3 separate regions of the Mus musculus genome follow, and all the other regions are linked to region 3. A link is a contact called in public Micro-C and promoter capture Hi-C data. All regions are on one chromosome and are shown on one strand. The core of a region is the stretch at or near the end of the contact, and the rest is flanking DNA. Distances in the headings are between cores, read along the strand shown. Region 1 holds the start of Limd1 (LIM domains containing 1). Region 2 overlaps Gm33800 (a long non-coding RNA gene). Region 3 holds the start of Sec22c (SEC22 homolog C, vesicle trafficking protein).

Evidence for each region. Promoter capture Hi-C pulls out the DNA fragments that hold promoters and counts their contacts. A called contact is a pair of places that touch in the nucleus more often than the background predicts.
Region 1: a contact with region 3 is called in a promoter capture Hi-C map of liver, with 4 times the contacts expected there. The contact joins the promoter of Limd1 here to the promoter of Sec22c in region 3. A contact is called at or near these places in 4 of 39 promoter capture datasets (embryonic stem cells, erythroid cells, liver and 1 more).
Region 2: a contact with region 3 is called in a Micro-C map of embryonic stem cells, with 5 times the contacts expected there. The contact joins the enhancer-like site here to the promoter of Sec22c in region 3. A contact is called at or near these places in 2 of 39 promoter capture datasets (liver and pre-B cells), 1 of 484 Hi-C or Micro-C datasets (embryonic stem cells), 1 of 115 datasets of contacts at active chromatin or transcription factors (extraembryonic endoderm stem cells) and 2 of 9 other capture datasets (adipose tissue and liver).

The regions. Positions count from the first base shown.
Region 1 is chr9:123,477,299-123,480,002 of GRCm38.p6, reverse strand. Limd1 (LIM domains containing 1) reads right to left here and starts at 1,302. Exons shown (of 8, transcript NM_013860.2): 1 at 1-1,302. The coding sequence starts at 765.
Region 2 is chr9:120,008,040-120,010,739 of GRCm38.p6, reverse strand. The region is part of intron 2 of Gm33800 (a long non-coding RNA gene); the gene reads right to left. Among named protein-coding and RNA genes, the nearest start is that of Xirp1, 14 kb to the left of the region's middle. Within about 2 kb of position 1,334, at least 39 of the 459 cell types and tissues checked have an H3K27ac peak or open chromatin away from gene starts, as enhancers often do. A contact at or near this core is called in embryonic stem cells, where this site is marked.
Region 3 is chr9:121,703,624-121,706,323 of GRCm38.p6, reverse strand. Sec22c (SEC22 homolog C, vesicle trafficking protein) reads left to right here and starts at 1,295. Exons shown (of 7, transcript NM_001164562.1): 1 at 1,295-1,400.

The DNA of each region.
Region 1 (2,704 bases), core at 53-2,552, 1.8 Mb before region 3:
TGGCTTCTCGCTGCTATGGCCACCAATGCCACCGTCCTGGCCACTGATGCCACTTTCAAAAGACCTGCCAGAGCACACTGTGGAGAGCTGTGGCTGGTAAGGGTGATGGTCTCCACAGGATTTGGGCAATGTGGAGTCATTCCCTGGGCAACCAGGCCATCCACTTCCTACACCCAGACTCACGCTGGGGCACCCTTCAGGTTTATCACCCCACTGTGGGCTTGCCAAAGAGAAATTGTCATAATAGTCTCCGTGAGTGAGGCAGGAAGGGTCTTCACAGGAGGGACTCAGGCCGTGTAAAGCAGGTCTCTGGGAACTCACAGGCCCCTCCCTGGAACCACAGTTCTGACTGCCAGGCCTTGCACCATGGGCAGATGGCCTGATCCTCTGCTCCTGAGATGGGTACGAGGGCTGCGCGGCCGCAGTGGTAGTAGCTAATCCAGGTGCCACTGTTGGCACAGCCAGAGGAGGCTTAGCGGCCCCATCTGCAGCCAGCTTGCCGCTCGCACCCTGACGGTTCCCACCGTTGACCGGGCTTCTGCCTGCCCTAGGTAGGGCCTCCTCCTGTAGGAGCTGCTGCTGTTGCTGCTGCTGGAGGTGGATTTTGGCCATCTTGGTCGCGAACACCCTTCGAGTTTCCTCAAATTCTGGGTTGTTGCCAGCACCCTTGTCCACCCGGAAGAGCCCATCCTTGGAGGCCTCATACATGTTCAGGTCCTCGATGAACTTACTGGCCTCAAGGCCCAGATCATCGTATTTATCCATGTTGTAGATCAGTGTCCGGGGCCTAGCCCTGGTTCAAGGTGTGAATGTGGTGGGGGAGATTTGGGTGCTGGCCGAGGTTTCAGGTCCAGCCTAAGGCAGATAAAGATTCCCACCTGCCCAGCAAGAAGGTCATGACTCCAAAACTCACAGTCCAGCCAGAGTTGAGGCCTTCAGGCCAGCGGGGCTAAGTTTACTTTCAGACTTCTTTTCCCCCGGGGAGCGTCCACGTGGGGGCAGAGCAGCCTTCAGCCGTGCCCGGCCTGCTTAGAAAAGTTCTCTTCTCCAAGTCACAAAACCCAAAACAGGCGAAAGAAGACAGAGAACGTCCACAGAAAAAAAGTAAACTCACATCCACGTCGAACAATCGAACTTGCAAACACACCGGGCAGCCCCTGGCCTGGGGCCGGTGGCCGGATCCAGCAGAGCTCACTGCAGCCGCGGCGCGCGGCCCATTGTCCGATGGCGGCGGCCGGCGGCGGGACGCGGAAGTGAGCGCGCGGGTCGTCAGTCCCGGGAGCTCGCTGGCCGGCTGCGCCCGCCCCGGGCCGCGCAGGGGCGCGGGCGGAGGCTCGGAGGGCGGGGCGGGGCGGGGCGGGGCGGAGGCTCGGAGGGCGGGGCGGGGCGGGGCGGGGCGGGGCGGAGGCTCGGAGGGCGGGGCGGGAGCGGGGCGGGGCGGGGCGCCCCCTGCAGGCCAGTGATGCGCACGCCGAGTTTTGGCGTCCCTCTCTGGGCACCGGGAGAGAGTTGCAATTCCCGCAGTACTTTTGCCGCGGACTGTTCAGTTTCCCGCCGCTGCTGGAGAGTCAAGGGTGCGCCAGGCTTCCCTCGGGTCCCCTCGAATGAGAGCATCTGTGTTGGACGTCCTAAGTGTGCCCAGAGAGGCTTGTCGTCCTTACTGGGTTTCTTGAACCCCAAGCAGTTCTCACCACTCCAGGTTGCCATGGCTCTAGATAACACACATAGCTCCTATGAGGTGACTGGGGATAGTTTACGTTTCCCACACAGCCGCCAGCGTGATCTAAAACCAATCCCAGGCCTGTCACTCTTGAACTTGAACCCTCAAGGCTTACTCCGGACTTATTTTGAAATCCCGCCTTCACTTCTACAAACAGGCCTGACTGCCCCGCCTACCCTCCCTCTGATTTGGGACCTTCCCTGCCTGAACTCCCGGTGGATGGAACTTCCTAGTGCCTGCCGAGAGCCTGCTGATCAGCTTCTGGTGTCTCTTCTTTCCTTCCCAGCTAAAATCACCTCCCCGTAAAGTTACCCCCACCCACAACCCCTTTGTTTCCTGCTTGGTTTGAACACTATTTAAATCCAGGGATACTGAAGTCACTGACCTGCAGGCTTTCTCCCATCTAGTTTAAATGTTTCCAGGTCTCTGCTCATACTACCTAATAGATGTAAATGTTATGCAAATAGTTCTCAGCAGTTTTGTTTGGTTTTGTTTTGTTGTCTTTCAGGAATCATGACAAGAAAATGAAATCTGTATGTGTTTAACATAAACACCTTTTCTTTTCCTGAGTATCTTGCCCTTGTTCAGATGTGGAGCTCTAGGTATGGAGGGTCAGCTCCAGCTGTTTATTTGTCTGCATGCCCCTTTTTGGTTGACAGCTAATCAGTTATCCACTTCATTACACCTGTATATGCGCAGGGTTTGGTTGAACATATGTGTCTTGGCAAATCTCTCTAAACTGTGACGAGGAACAAACAAGATAATATATATGGAAGTGCTTATATTCTTATATTCTATAAACACAAAAATGGTTCACTGTCCTGTAGACTCTGAAGGTTCAGGATATTTGTTGAAAATGAAGAGTTCCAGGCTCCAGCCCCAAACTACTAACCCCAGATTTGTGTTTTACGGCATCTGTGGGATGGGAAGACGATTTGCACAATAAAATTTGAAGAGTGAGTACTGCTATAAAGCATTATACTA
Region 2 (2,700 bases), core at 85-2,584, 1.7 Mb after region 3:
GTGCTAAGAACTGAACTCCATTTTCTGGAAAAGCAGTGCAAGCTCTCAGCCTCTGAACCATGCCTCCAGCCCCAGTAACAATACATTTCTTAAATTAGTTTTAAATGTTAGAGTAGTTCACACCTGTGACCCCAGTCTCTGGGAAGCTGAGGCGAAATATTATGCCAGTTTGAGAAGAGTCTGGCTACATAGTAGGTCCTTGTCTCAAAAAGCCAAATATACATAATTATGTATTTTTTTAAAGTTTTAAAAGGAGAAGCTAGCTCACTCATTTAATCCTTCCCTTCTTTGGGAGGCAGACAGATCTTTGTGAATTGGAGACTAGCCTGGTCTACATAGTGAGTTCCAGGCCAGCCAGGATAACATGGGATCTTGTCTCAAAAATAAAAGTCTAGAGATACGGCTTGGTGGTAAAGTATTTGCTTAGCCGCCAGGCGGTGGTGGCGCATGCCTTTAATCCCAGCACTTGGGAGGCAGAGGCAGGCGGATTTCTGAGTTCAAGGCCAGCTGGGTCTACAAGGTGAGTTCCAGGACAGCCAGGGCTATACAGAGAAACCCTGTCTCAAAACAAAACAAAAGCAAAACAAACAAAAAAGGTATTTGCTTAGCATGTTCAAGGCCCTGGGTTCAAAGTGCATGCATGCACGCACACACGCACACAGGTACACACACACCTCTCCTCCCTAATGCAATCCCCTGGCTGCCCAGGTTACTAGGTCTGGAATCTAAACTCTCTTGTAGCCTGTAAGACCAGAATGGCTTGCCTCTCCACATTCTTCTATAACCCCCCCAGGCCCCAGCTCCTCCTTACCCTCCTCCTCCAGTCATAAAACACACTGGTTGGTTCCTGCCCCAGGACCTTGATCCTCTCCATCTATCCTTTTTCTGGAAGTTTCCTCTCCCAGATCTTCATTGAAATCCTCCATTTTGATCTCAACCTAACTTCCCTCTTGAAAGGCTGTCCACCTCAGGAATATTGTGGTGCGGTCTTTCCTCGGGGCATAGCAATCTTCCACTACCACCACCTTGGAGTACAAATTACCTTGGGTTGGTAGCCATGGCAACTCATTGAGCAAAACAATACAGTGATAAATGTACTTTAATGGAGCAGTTAACTTTCCTTAGAAGGAGACTGCCTAAGGTCCAGGGAACTTCACCCAGAATTCCAGCCATGACCCCTCCTTCTCCCTATGCCAGGCTGCGGGTCTCTGGATTATAAGAGAATATACCGAGAGGGGGACTCCAAGGTGAAGCTCCCATGAGCTCAGGATTCACTACTAGGCGGGACTTTCCCATGATGCAGTGTCACCCACGCTGCAGTGAGTAACTCTCATCTGTGCTCTGGAAGTTAGTCCAATAAACTCATTTGTCTTGCAAGTCAGACTTGGGTGGGATTGTTACTATGTTCATGTCTCCCCTGGAAAAGTTAACCACACGCCCAGCCCTTTCCACCCATCTAAACAGGAAGGACCTCCTCTGTGTTTCCATGTCTTGTCAGGTTTTCCCTAAAACCCATCAGCCTATAAACTGAGGGCAGGAGCTGCCCGGCTGCAGGGCTGCAGAACCACAGAACCAAGGCTGTGTAGCTTTTCTTTCTTCCTCTCTTCTTTCTTTCTTTTTCTTTTTGTTACTGTTGTTATTGTTTTGTTGTGGGTTTTTTTGTTTGCTTGCTTGTTTGTTTGAGGCAGGGTTTGTTCTCTATCCCTGACTGAACTGGAACTCACTATGTAGACCAGGCTAGCCTGGAACCCACAAAGTTCTGCCTGCCTCTGCCTCCCTAGTAAGGCTACCAAAGGTGTGAGCCATCATGCTGGTTTATCTCTTCTCTAAGCATGCTTCCCACAGCACTTGGGTTTTCTCCCCAACATTTGACTCCCACGCTCTCTATTTGAAGCCCCATCCTCACCATGTGTCTGACTTCCATGCCAGCTAAAATGATGTGGTCATTTCTTCTCCACCATTCTCCTCTTCCAGGCCTCTGCCAACATTTACAGCTGGCCTACTCTGGGCCAGCTGTAAACTCTAATAAAATTGGCCTTGAGCTTTAAAAAAAATTGCATGTGTGTGTGCAAGGGGGACTGGAGAGATGGTTAAGAGCACCGACATGGTGGCTCATAACCTTCTATAATTTGATCTGATGCCCTCCTCTGGCATGCAGGTATATATGCAAATAGAGCACACATACATACATACATACATACATACATACATACATACATAATCTTTAAAACTTAAAAAAATTGTGCATGTGCGTGCACACACACAAACACATGAGGGGCTCGAGAAATGATAGCTCAGTATTTCAGCTTATGTTAAAAGCACTTGTTGCACTGGCAGTGGTAGCACAGACCTTTAATCCCAGCACTCAGGAGGCAGAGGCAGGAGGATCTCTGCAAGTTCAAGGCTAACCTGAACTACATAGCAAGCTCTAGGACAACTAGGACTACATAAAAAGACTTTGTATCACTGGGCAGTGGTGGTGCAAGCCTTTAATCCCAGCGTTTAGGAGGCAGAAGCAAGTGGATTTCTGAGTTCAAGGCCAGCCTGGTCTACAGAGTGAGTTCCAGGACAGCCAGGAAAGACTTTGTATCAAAAAACAAAACAAACAAAACAAAAGCAAAAGCACTTACTGCTTTTGCCAAAGACTGAATTCTTTCCAGCACCTGCACTGGGCGGTTCAAAGCTGCTTGTAACTTCAGC
Region 3 (2,700 bases), core at 46-2,545:
ACCCACTGTAGGCTTCTCCGCAGAGATGGAATGGATAGGCTCTCTCTGACTATATGGTGGTTTATGAGGGGAACATGCTCATGTGGTGACAGAGGCTGAGAACCAGGGGAGCCAGTTCTGGGGTTCACTGACTTGCACTTGGCCTCAGAATCAGGGGAGCTGGGACTGGGGATGTGGCCCAGTGGGTAGTGCTCTTGTCTAGAAGGCAGGAAGCCCTGGGGTTGAGCTCCAGAGCCACACAACCTTGCTGTGGAAGCACACACACATCGGTAATCCCAGCGCCCAGCAAATGGAGTTTGTAGGATAGCCTTCAGAGTCAGCCTGCTACACAGTGAATTCAAGGTCAGCTTGGGATACACAAGACCCTGTCTCAAGGGATAAAAATGAAGTATCCGTGAAGCTGATGATGTAACATTAGTGAGAAGCTGAGGTCCTGAGAACCAGAGCCGGGACGTTCCAAGGAAAGCCTGGAGTTCTGATGTATGAAGAGGGTGACAGGCCTGACCCGGGGTTTTGTAGTTCAGTTATTCTATCAACAGAGATACATCCTCAGCCCCACAGAGTTCTGTGCACAAGCAAATGTCTCTGAAACACACAAACTCTCCCTTGCCCAATGGCCTGAGACTTGGAGAAGCTTTTCCTGAGCCCCAACTCCAAGACAACTGTTCCTGTAAATTCTCTTTGGAACCCATGCTTCTGTGAAGCATAACTCGTGTTTAAACACCAGAATTCCTGCCTGGTGCCCTACCCCCTTCTCTTGATTTGGTTTCTGTGTTCACACTTCCTGTGTACGCAGTGCGCGGCAAACAGCGGTGCTCAGCACTTGTCAAAACAGTAAGGGCCTAACTGTGCTACCCAATCTCCCTCCAGCCTCATAGCGAGGTGTGTGTGGCTCAGGGATCGGACTTTGGCACCTCCTCCAGGCTGGCAGAAGGCTGTGCTCTTCGGATCCTCTATCTCGGGCCTCTTGCCCAGCTGCGTAGCCTGCAAGAACCCACGCCCAGGGAGTGTCACTCCAGTCACACGGGGCCTAGACGCCTCTGGAGAACAGCCCTGTCCGCTCCAGGCCAGGCATCGTGGGGACGTCGGAGCCTCTTCTCACCGCTCGAGGTGAGACTCGCACGTGGGCCTGGGGACCTGCGGAAGAGACGCGGGCTGAGGGGAGCAAACCCGGGCCAGCCCTGGTAGATTCACTCAATTCCCGGGTCTGAACAACTGGACAGCAGAGACGCCCCACGATTGGTCTGTTTGGCGTCGCTTAGCAGCAGCGAATGGGAGCTCACGGTGTGCGCATGAGCACCACATCCTGCCTCCTACAGCCGGGCCGCGGGTAACCTGCACCCCGCCGGCCGCCGGGGTGGGCTGCGGTGGCCGAGGCGGAGGTCGGCCGCGGGGGCGAGGTGAGGTTAGCGGGCCAGGCGGGCGTGGAGAGGTGGGGTCGGGGTCTAGGCCACCGGGCTGCAGCCCGGGCCGGTGGGACTCCGCCGAGGCCCGGCCCCCTGCACGGTGCGTACCGGCTGGGATGCGCTGCCCGCTGTGCCTGCTGCCCGGGGCGGGGCCGGGGCGTGTCTCGGGAGGGCGGGGCGGTGGTTCCCTTTATGTAGACTGAACTCTAGTCCTGTCACTTGCTTCTTTTGAGAGCAAACTTTCCTTAGTCTGCTGGTCTAGCAGAACTTGGCTTCTTCAAGGCCTGGTCACCCCTACACCAACTTTCCTGGACTTGGATAAGCCGGGACAAAGAACCTGCAGAGCAGAGCGGGGGTCAAGCTTGCAAAAAGCCAAATCCAGGGAAGGAACTGAGTTACCTCTGATGAAAGGTGCCGTTACAGTTTGCGGTCTTGTGAAACGGAGCCCCATGTAACTCGAGTTTGGCCTTGAGCTTGGGATCCTCCTGCCTCCACTCCCCGCCCCGCAAGTTCTGGGATCACAGGTGTATGGCCTCCATGCCCAGCTCGGTTGGTGTAGCGGGTGACAAGATCAGAGAAACTAAAGCAACCCTCAGTGCAGAGCCAATGCTAGAGCAACGTGTCTGTAAAAGTCTACACAGAGAGTTTATTCAGGTAAAGAACTTGTCAGGGAAATGAGAACGGGGACAGCTTTGCATAGCCTGACACTGATATACAGGATTCATTCGCACCGCAGCTTTCTCAGGAAGACAGTTGTAGACAGGTCCCTAGAGATGCCTCGTAAATGTTTAGTGGACAACAGAGAGGACATCTTGAGGTCTCATAAAGAATTTCAGATCAAGGCTGGGGTGATGGTGCACATCTTTAATCCCAGCACTCAGGTGGCAGAGATAGAGGCAGTGCATAGCCAGACAAGACAACTGACTTTAGAGTATAATACACTAGGTAAGGAGAGGTGGTTTTATTTTATTTTAGAGAGGGTCTCACTCTGTAGTCCTGGCTGGTATGAAACTTACTGTGTAGGCCATGCTGGCCTGGGTCTGCCTGCCTCTTCTAAATCCTGGGATTAACGGTGTGTGCCTCTGAGCTTTAACTCCAGCAGTTTACTCACCACTTGGTTCTGTTTTAGGCAGGCTGTCCTGCAGCCTAAACTGCCCTTTAACATGCCACTCGCCTGGGGGTGACTTTGAACTCCTGACCTTCCTGCCTCCACCCCACCCCCCAAGTGCTGATATTATGAGCTTAAGCCACCACACTCTGCATTTCAAGGGGCACTTGTAGGGACCCTTCCTCT